Regions from separate parts of the Mus musculus genome. Here regions 1 and 2 are each linked to region 3. The links are chromatin contacts, called in public promoter capture Hi-C maps. All regions are on one chromosome and are shown on one strand. The core of a region is the stretch at or near the end of the contact, and the rest is flanking DNA. Distances in the headings are between cores, read along the strand shown. Region 1 holds the start of Pcyox1 (prenylcysteine oxidase 1). Region 2 has its middle 22 kb from the start of Fam136a. Region 3 holds the start of Alms1 (ALMS1, centrosome and basal body associated).

What was found. Promoter capture Hi-C pulls out the DNA fragments that hold promoters and counts their contacts.
Region 1: a contact with region 3 is called in a promoter capture Hi-C map of embryonic stem cells, with 4 times the contacts expected there. The contact joins the promoter of Pcyox1 here to the promoter of Alms1 in region 3. A contact is called at or near these places in 7 of 39 promoter capture datasets (the 3T3-L1 cell line, 3T3-L1-derived adipocytes, the HPC-7 cell line and 3 more), 2 of 484 Hi-C or Micro-C datasets (both in embryonic stem cells) and 5 of 115 datasets of contacts at active chromatin or transcription factors (bone marrow-derived macrophages, embryonic stem cells, large pre-B cells and 2 more).
Region 2: a contact with region 3 is called in a promoter capture Hi-C map of embryonic stem cells, with 3 times the contacts expected there. The contact joins the enhancer-like site here to the promoter of Alms1 in region 3. A contact is called at or near these places in 2 of 39 promoter capture datasets (embryonic stem cells and liver) and 2 of 115 datasets of contacts at active chromatin or transcription factors (embryonic stem cells and pancreatic cancer cells).

Annotation. Positions count from the first base shown.
Region 1 is chr6:86,395,846-86,398,545 of GRCm38.p6, forward strand. Pcyox1 (prenylcysteine oxidase 1) reads right to left here and starts at 1,305. Exons shown (of 6, transcript NM_025823.4): 1 at 1,128-1,305; 2 at 69-275. The coding sequence starts at 1,239.
Region 2 is chr6:86,342,569-86,345,268 of GRCm38.p6, forward strand. No RefSeq gene overlaps it. Among named protein-coding and RNA genes, the nearest start is that of Fam136a, 22 kb to the right of the region's middle. Within about 2 kb of position 1,258, at least 13 of the 459 cell types and tissues checked have an H3K27ac peak or open chromatin away from gene starts, as enhancers often do. A contact at or near this core is called in embryonic stem cells, where this site is marked.
Region 3 is chr6:85,586,214-85,588,913 of GRCm38.p6, forward strand. Alms1 (ALMS1, centrosome and basal body associated) reads left to right here and starts at 1,318. Exons shown (of 23, transcript NM_145223.2): 1 at 1,318-1,813. The coding sequence starts at 1,433.

The sequences.
Region 1 (2,700 bases), core at 55-2,554, 810 kb after region 3:
TCTCTGTGTTAGGAAAACACATACGGCCAGTCACACATAGTGTTGCTTAGTGCTATGAAATCACATACCCAGCTCTTTGACAAATCGCTTCATGTGCAAATTTAGGGGGTGAATGACTGAACCCCCTGCCTCGTAGTCATGACCTTGCACCTTCAAAGTGGCCAAACGGCCCCCGACCTCTTCTCTCTCAAACACGTCAATCTTCACGTCCTTCCCAAATTTCTTCCTTAGATAATAGGCGGAGGAAGTACCACCGATTCCAGCACCGACTATTGCTATACGGAGGGGGGGAAAGGAAAAGAGGAACCGTTTGTTTCCCCTCCTATCAGTGTTGCTTTTGTTTTTGAAAAGCCATTAACCAATAATAGCCATTACTCAAGACTAAAACTAACAGCTTGGGGAAACCTGAGGGAAGGGGTTCTCTTTAAAGACAGACTCCCTGAACCTAGACAGGTGCTATAGATGAAGTTACAAACTGACAGTTGGTCAAAAGATGCCCAAAGGTTCTCCCAGGTCTTTGTGGAGGCACCACCGGACCCAGGGACCCTGCTGTGCCCAATTCCTGGGGAAGTATGAATGGGCCCCTCCAGCACGCATTTTAAATAAAGCAGACGCCATCTTCGCCCAGCTTTGTTCTTTGTCTCTCTATGGCCCCAACACCATTAACGATCCCGAAAGACACAGCTTCAGATGGGAATAGACACCCAGGAATGAAAACCCGAGGCAACCAAAGCCACGAAGAGACCGGGTTCTCCAGCTAGCTGCAGCAGTTGCAGTAAGCAGAGCGCAGGTGCGGGGAGGCGGTCCCAGTCCTTCTCGGGGGAGGGGATCTGGAGGTAGGGGAAGAGAGACTGGTCCCAGTGCAGAGTCTGCGTGCCCCAATCGGCCGGACAAACAGACTTAGCTCCAGGGACAGCTAGAGGCGGGCTCTTGAGGGCGTTCAGCTGCTAGAGCCGAGGGCCTCCCAGGCTGGAGCTGCACGGATACCGAGTCCCTGGCTAGCACACGCCTCCAGTGGCACTCCTCCAGACTCGGAGCGCACGGCCCGGTCTCCGGACCCCGATCTCCACCCAGCCCTGGGAAGACCGACCTAGGCATCGCCGCGCCTCTGTATCCCCCGCACCTACCGATCCTGTTCGGCGGGGCCCGGGGCTCGGCGCTCGCCAGACTGCCCAGACCACATAGCAGCAGCCCCAGCCAGAACAGTGAGCCCACCAATGCAGCGGCGAAGCGCCCCATGGCCTCCCGCAGCTGCAGACTGACCGCGGGTCCGCCAGCAGACCCTGCTCTATGCGTCTGCGCGCTTTCGCCCCGCCCAGACCACGCCCCAGAGCACACGACCACGCCCACTCGTCCCACCCAGGTCCTTTGCTCCCCAGGCTCGCCGATTTTGTGTTATCTAATCCTGGTCCTCTGTGCCCCCGAAGTACACTCTGGTCCCAGAAGCCCACATCCAAGGCGCAGGTTGAGGGCCACCTCAGCTCTCCTTTCCCGCCTCTCCTGAAGATGCATCCTTCTTCACAAGTGCCCTCTACAGTCCCCAAAATCGCGAGCTTGTAGAGAATGCACGTGGCCAATCTCAGTCTAAACCAGGCAAACCGGCCGCAAACATTTCTAAAGTGAGCACTTTGTTCCAGGGACTCAGCTGCGTGATAAGAAAAGGAAGAGAGATGGGGTATTGTGAAGTAAGAGGAGCAAAACACGGGACCCACGTCCATACGAATAAAATTAGAACACCAAAGTGGCCTCTCACATACGGTCTGTTTCCAAGTTGAAGACACTAGAGAAGACACAAAAACAAGAAATGCTGTCTACTTTCCTCCAATTGCCTAAAAACAAAACACTGAGTGTGTATGGGAGAGTGGGGGTGCTGGAGACATGGCTCAGTAGTTAAGAGCACTTCCTGCTATTTATTCCACCGGACCTTCCTCTGGCACACTTGTAAGCATAACAAAATTTTAAGCACTGGAGAAATGACTCAGTGGCTAAGAGTGCTACTGAGTTCTGTTTCTGAGGCTTACAACTGCCTGTGCCAGCAGTGCCAGGGGAACTGTCACCCTCCTCTGACCTTCCAGGGCACCAGAACACACACAAACACATAAATAAAAATAAACATACACACAAGGACAAAGGGATCCTCCCTTCTCTACCTGAGGGATGTGGGTTTATCACCAAAGGCAATTTTAGACATCTTAAGTAAAATTCCTAGGAAGCCATTAGTTTGGCCTGAGCTACTGGGCTGGATGGATGGACAGCATGCCAACTCAATGGGGAATCCCCATCGGAAGCTGCGTGCTACCAGAGGTGAAACTAAATTTTCTGGTTGACCTTCATAGGAAAGGGAGCTGGTGACATGCCTCTGTTAGCAGATCCGAGAACGATGTCCCCTATGCTTCAACCTTCCCAAAGAGCATAACTTCAAAACCAGTCAGCTCTTTGTTTCCAGCTTCTGCCTTCCTCTGCCCTGGGCAGTCTAAAGAGCCAGGCTTCTCCTCCAGATGTAGGAAGAGCTGTGCTATGTTATAGAACAAGGTGTTCTCACTTCTAGTCAGCTGAGACCTGTCAATATCTTGTAGTTTTGGTTTTTCCACAGATCTTTGTTTTTTCAAACAGAATCTCAAGTAACCCTTTCTACCTCTTGTGTGCTGGGATTTCACAAACTTTCACCAGTAAGAAATTCACATAACAAGCCTGACCCCG
Region 2 (2,700 bases), core at 8-2,507, 760 kb after region 3:
CCTGCACCTCTCTCACATGGTACCTCGCAGCTGTCTGTAAGTCCAATTCTAAGGAATCCAAGGCCTTATTTTAACCTTCTGACCTTTTGACTTTATTCAGCACTGGGTATATGCATGTGGTATAAATACATATATGCAGCCAAAATAGTCATATAAGTAAAATAAATCTTAAAAATAATTTTAAAATGTCTGTTATGTCCACTCATAGCCTGCTTGTCAAACCATCTGCTGCCCACAGAGAATTCCAGCACCATTAAACCCAGTAGCACTCCTAGCCCAGGGCTGGGCATGTGACTCAGTGAGTGGAGCATTTGCCTAGCATGCTCTTCTGTGCCCGGTGCACCATAATCTGGACATAAACTGATGGAGGTGCGTCACTGTAATTCCAGCAGAATTCAAGGTCTTCCTTGACTACACAGTCTCATAATCCACGCCGTGCCTTTGCCCTGTGAAGTTAATGAAGCCTACCTACCATCTGGAACTCCCAACATGAAACACTGAAGAAAATTCTAGACTTGCCCTTGGAGACTTCAAAGTTTCCTTTTACCCAAAGAAGTTCAAAATCTTTCCAATGAGATGCCTCCTGCCCCCTTTCTTTGTTTGAGTACTTGTTGGTTTTTTTGTTTGTTTGTTTGTTTGTTTGTTTTGTTCTGCTTTGTTTGGTTGCGATTTGTGGCCCTGGTTTTGGGTGGTTTTTTTTTTTTTTTTTTTTTTCAAATAAAAAGGAGTTTTATTATATTTAAAAAAATCTTAAGGTCCCTGCTATGGTTTGAAAGTCCTTCCTAGCACTCATGTTGCTAGTTTGAGTTCACCTGCAAAGCCTTGGGTGTGGAAGTGCAGGTGGACATGTATTCCTACATTGTGCATCTGTGCACTGAGAATGTGGGCTATAGAGTCAAGTAGGATGATTATCTGTCCTTGAGGTATACTGTTGCTTTTCTACTGAGTTTGGGGCTTGGCACCACTTTTCTTTTTTTCTTTTCTTTTCTTTTTTTTTTTTTTTTTTTTTAATATTTTTTATTACGTATTTTCCTCAATTACATTTCCAATGCTATCCCAAAAGTCCCCGGTTTTGGGTGTTCTAAACCCACCCATGGACTGCCTGTTGACTAACCCTGCCCTGCTCCTCTTCCCAACAGAACCCCACCCCACCCCCCCAAAGCGGGGTTCGCAAAGAAACACCTAGTCACAGTACCCACCCCACCCCCTCTGTCTCCCCTGCCTCAGCCTCGCCATTGTGTCCAGGCAGCTGCAGAACAATGGATTCTTAGCAGATGATGGAGTCGCCCATCTCCTCAATCCAGCAACCCCAGCTATTCCTGGCATCCGTCTGCGCTCAGCATTTTACAGGCTTCCGTGACATTTGCAAGCTAGCCTCCCACTTCTCTCAGCATTTGGAGAAGGAAAAAGGAAGAACAGAAGACCACTCTTGTCACTTGTGAACTCATCCTTCTCTGAGAAGAGGAAGAAAGATAAATCTCACCCCTGAACTAGGAAGCCTGAGCTGAGATCCCGGGGGAGGGGGTGCGGAAAGGGGATAGAGGGGGGAGGGGCGGAGGCAGGGATGCAGTCCCTGCTGCCTGACCTTTCCAGAAAAAGAAAAAGTAGACAGAAGCCTCCCCGGAGGAAGGTAATTGATTAAAGGAGGAGAGACATCTGAATGGAAAAAGCGCTGCCCACCATCTCCTGAAGCTTGTTATTCCCACGTGCCCTCCAGAATTGAGACATTTTTTTTTTGACAGTCCTCTTGGGTCTGAAGCATCAGACTTCTGGAAGAGCCTGCCCCGCCTTCAGCATGACATAAACTATAACCATCAGATGGGCTTTGCCCACTGTTCATCTGGGAACTGAGAACACAGTTACCCTTTAGCCCGCAGGCAAAATGCTCACCTCATCCCAGAGAACAGCCATGGCTCAAAACGGTGATTGCCCACCTGGCAGGCGAAGGGTACCACAGTGATGTTGCTGGAGCCTCCATGACTGTGCCATCCATGGAAGGGTAATATAACATTATGACAGGCTTCTAGAGACTACGGTCTGGGCTTAAGCCTCTCTCTGCTGGTGCTGGCTGCTGAGCCATTAGTGACTTCTCGGGTTCTTTAAACCCTAGTTTCTTCTTACTAAAAAGAAGAATCCCTCCCCTCCCTTCTGGCGAAAGGGGCTGTAGTGGTTTGAATGGACGAGCCCCCGTGGGCTCGTAGATTTGAATGGTTGGTCACCAGGGAGTGGCACTATTTGAAAGGATTGGGAGGTGTGGCTTTGATAGAGAAAGTGTGCCACTGGAGGTGGGCTTTGAGATTTCAAAAAGCCAAGCCAGGCCCAATGGATCCCAGCATAGAACTCTCAACTATGTCTCCATCAGCATGTCTACCTGTGTAGAGCCATGCTCCCCACCATGATGAAAGTGGGCTAACCCTCTGAAACTGTACACCAATCCTAATTAATTCTTTTATAAGAGTTAGTGTGGTCATGGTGTCTCTTCACAGCAAGAGAACACTGACTAAGACCAGGGTTTTACAGTTCTCATAGCAGGTGTTGAAGCTGGTCCAGTACCACCACCTCCAGGGCTCCTCAAGTCTGCTTCTGCATAGAAGAACCAAGGAAGGTTCTGATTGGCCCTGTTTAGATCACACACTCATCTCCAGCCCACTCCTCACTGTAGGCAAATGAGTGCAGCGTCCTGATTGGCTAAGCATCTGC
Region 3 (2,700 bases), core at 68-2,567:
AGTGTTCGCTGAGCAGCTCCTTAAATGCCAGAGGCTGTTCCAGACACTAGGCACAGTGTTGTGGCTTCTTCTGGGGAGACATGGACAAATGTCTCTCTGTGATGGTTTGAATTAGAAATGATTCGTTTCACAGTTGGTTTAAGAGGTACAGCGTTGCTACTGGAAGCCTGTTGGGCAGGATGGAGGGTCATGTGCTTTTACCTGCTAAGCCATGCTGCCTGCCCTCTTTTAAAGACTTTTTTTTTTTTTTTTTTTTTGTGGCAGTCTGTCTATGTCACCCTGGGTGTCTTGAAACTCCCTATGTAGGCCAGGCTGGCTTTGAACTCAGAGATCTACCTGCCTTTTCGTCTCAAGTGCTGAGAATAAAGGCGTGTACTACCTGATCCAGCTACCTTTATACTATTGTGTGTGCACTCAGTAAAGACAATTTAGGGGAGTTAGTTCTTGCCTTCCACTTTTATGTGAGTTCTGGGAATCAAACTCCAGTTTGTGGTGTAGATGCCTTACTGGTGGAGCCATCTCTTCAGCCCTGAGGGTGTGTGTGTGTGGTTTCTTTCTTTTCGTTTTTTAAAAAAAAGATTTATTTATTTTATTATTTATTTATTTATTAATATTTCTGGGTTTTTTTTCAAGACAGGGTTTCTTTGTGTAGCTCTGGCTGTCTTAGAACTCAGAAATTCGCCTGCCTCTGCCTCCCAAGTGCTGGGATTAAAGGCGTGCGCCACCACCTTCTTTTATTTTATGCATGAGTACACTCCCATTGCTCTCTTCAGAGACACCAGAAGAGGGCACCAGACTCCATTACAGATGGTTGTGAGCCACCATGTGGTTGCTGGGAATTGAACTCAGGAATTGAATCCGTGAGCCATCTCTCCAGGCCGGGGTTGGTTTCTTAACCTCGTTTTATAGGCGCTTCTCACACAGTTGCTTGTGGTTTAGTCAGATCCCAACTATCTCTCCTCTCTTCCCTCTCTCTCTCTCTCTCTCTCTCTCTCTCTCTCTCTCTCTCTCTCCCTCTCTCTCTTAACTATTCACTCATCCCATTAGATTCACTACTGCTAGGTAGACTGGCACTAACCTTAAAATTTGTAACTTGCGAACGTGACTATTATTGGTTTATTCTAGGGCAAGAGATAAAAAATCATGGGTGACTTTGTGCAGGACCCCTAGCGTCCCCAAAGCCCGGACTAGGTTTATTGTGAGCATACGGTACTGTGAGCGAGGTCTAGTGACGCTCTTCTGCGGCTTTCCCGCGCTCCCCGCGGGGCGTCCCTAGCAACGCGCGGGCTGGTTCTCAGCTCCGCCCCGCGTGAGGCAGTGAGGGCAGGTGCGCCTGCGCGCAGCCGCAACCGCCAGTCAACTCGCTTCCCCTCCCTTCCTCGCCCCTCCCCCTCTCCTCCTCTTCCAAAGGCGCCTGGAGCGCGAGGCCAACATGGAGCCTGAGGACCTGCCGTGGCCTGACGAGCTGGAGGAGGAGGAGGAAGAAGAGGAGGAGGAGGGCGAGGAAGAGGAGGGGAAGAAAGAGGTGGAGAACGCCTCGGCGGCGGCGACCGAGGAGGCCCTGACCTCTGAGGAGAGTGGGAGACTGGAAGAGTTCGAAGAGGCGGGGCCCGACTTGGATTTTAACTACGAGTCCCAGCGGCAGGAGAGCTCGGACGAAGAGGAGGACGAGCTGGCTAAAGCCTGGCTGCAGGCTCACCCCGACCGTCCTGGCAGTGCTTTCTCTCTGCCCCCTCCCACGCCTCCGCCTCCGCCTCCGCCTCTGTCCCCGCGGCTCCGGTACACCCCAGTGGAGCATCTGGGCAAGACTGAGGTGAGAAGCGGCTCTGTAGCCCGGAGCTGGGCTGTGGGGAGGAGCGGGGCTGAGGCCAAGCGACTGTAGAGATGCTTGAGCTACTGAACTGGGTCCAGGATATCGGGACCTACGCGCTGCGGGTCGCCTTGCTTATGGACTGTACACCTTGCTTGTGGGGCTGGCAGGTTCTTTGTAGTCTTAGGTTCTTCCTGACATTGACAGCTCCGTGTTTCCTGCGCCTCTCAGTGGATCCGTTTTTTTTTTTTTTTCGTTTTGTTTTGTTTGTTTGTTTTTGTTTTTAAAGTAGGGCAGATAAGACAGATGGCGCTGGGAGCCGGTACTCCCAGAGCGAGCAGTTAGAAAGGCTTCTTTGGCAGGAGGTGGGAGCTGGGGAGGGAGTCTAGGGAATAGCTAACTGGTGGAGAGACGTTTAGCATTTAACACCTTAGTTTTATTGAAGTGCAAGAAACATCCCCCCCTCACCCCCCCCCCCCCACTAGGAATTATTGTTGGTTAAGTATTCTGCGTGAGCTTTTGTGTGTCTTCCCGCCCATTGTGTGTCTTTGCACTTGTAGCAATTAATAGGTTCCTAGCCAGTGGCAGGAACTTGGAATGAAAGAAAGCTTGTGAGGCAGCTCTGGTCTGGAAAATTAGAAAGCACCAAGTTAGGACCAAATAGAGGAAGAGCCAAGTTTACAGAGGTCCTACCAAGATCATTTTGAAACTAACCGTGCTATTAATGCTTTTTAACTATCAGGAACTGCGTTGTTGGTCAGTATGGTCACGTGTGGTTCTTTACATACGAATTAGTTTTAAGTAACACTAGAAAGGCTGGTGGTGTATTTAAGTGGTAGAGAGGTCTTGCCTAGTGTGTGCAAGGACTTGAGTTTTCAAGCCCTAGTATT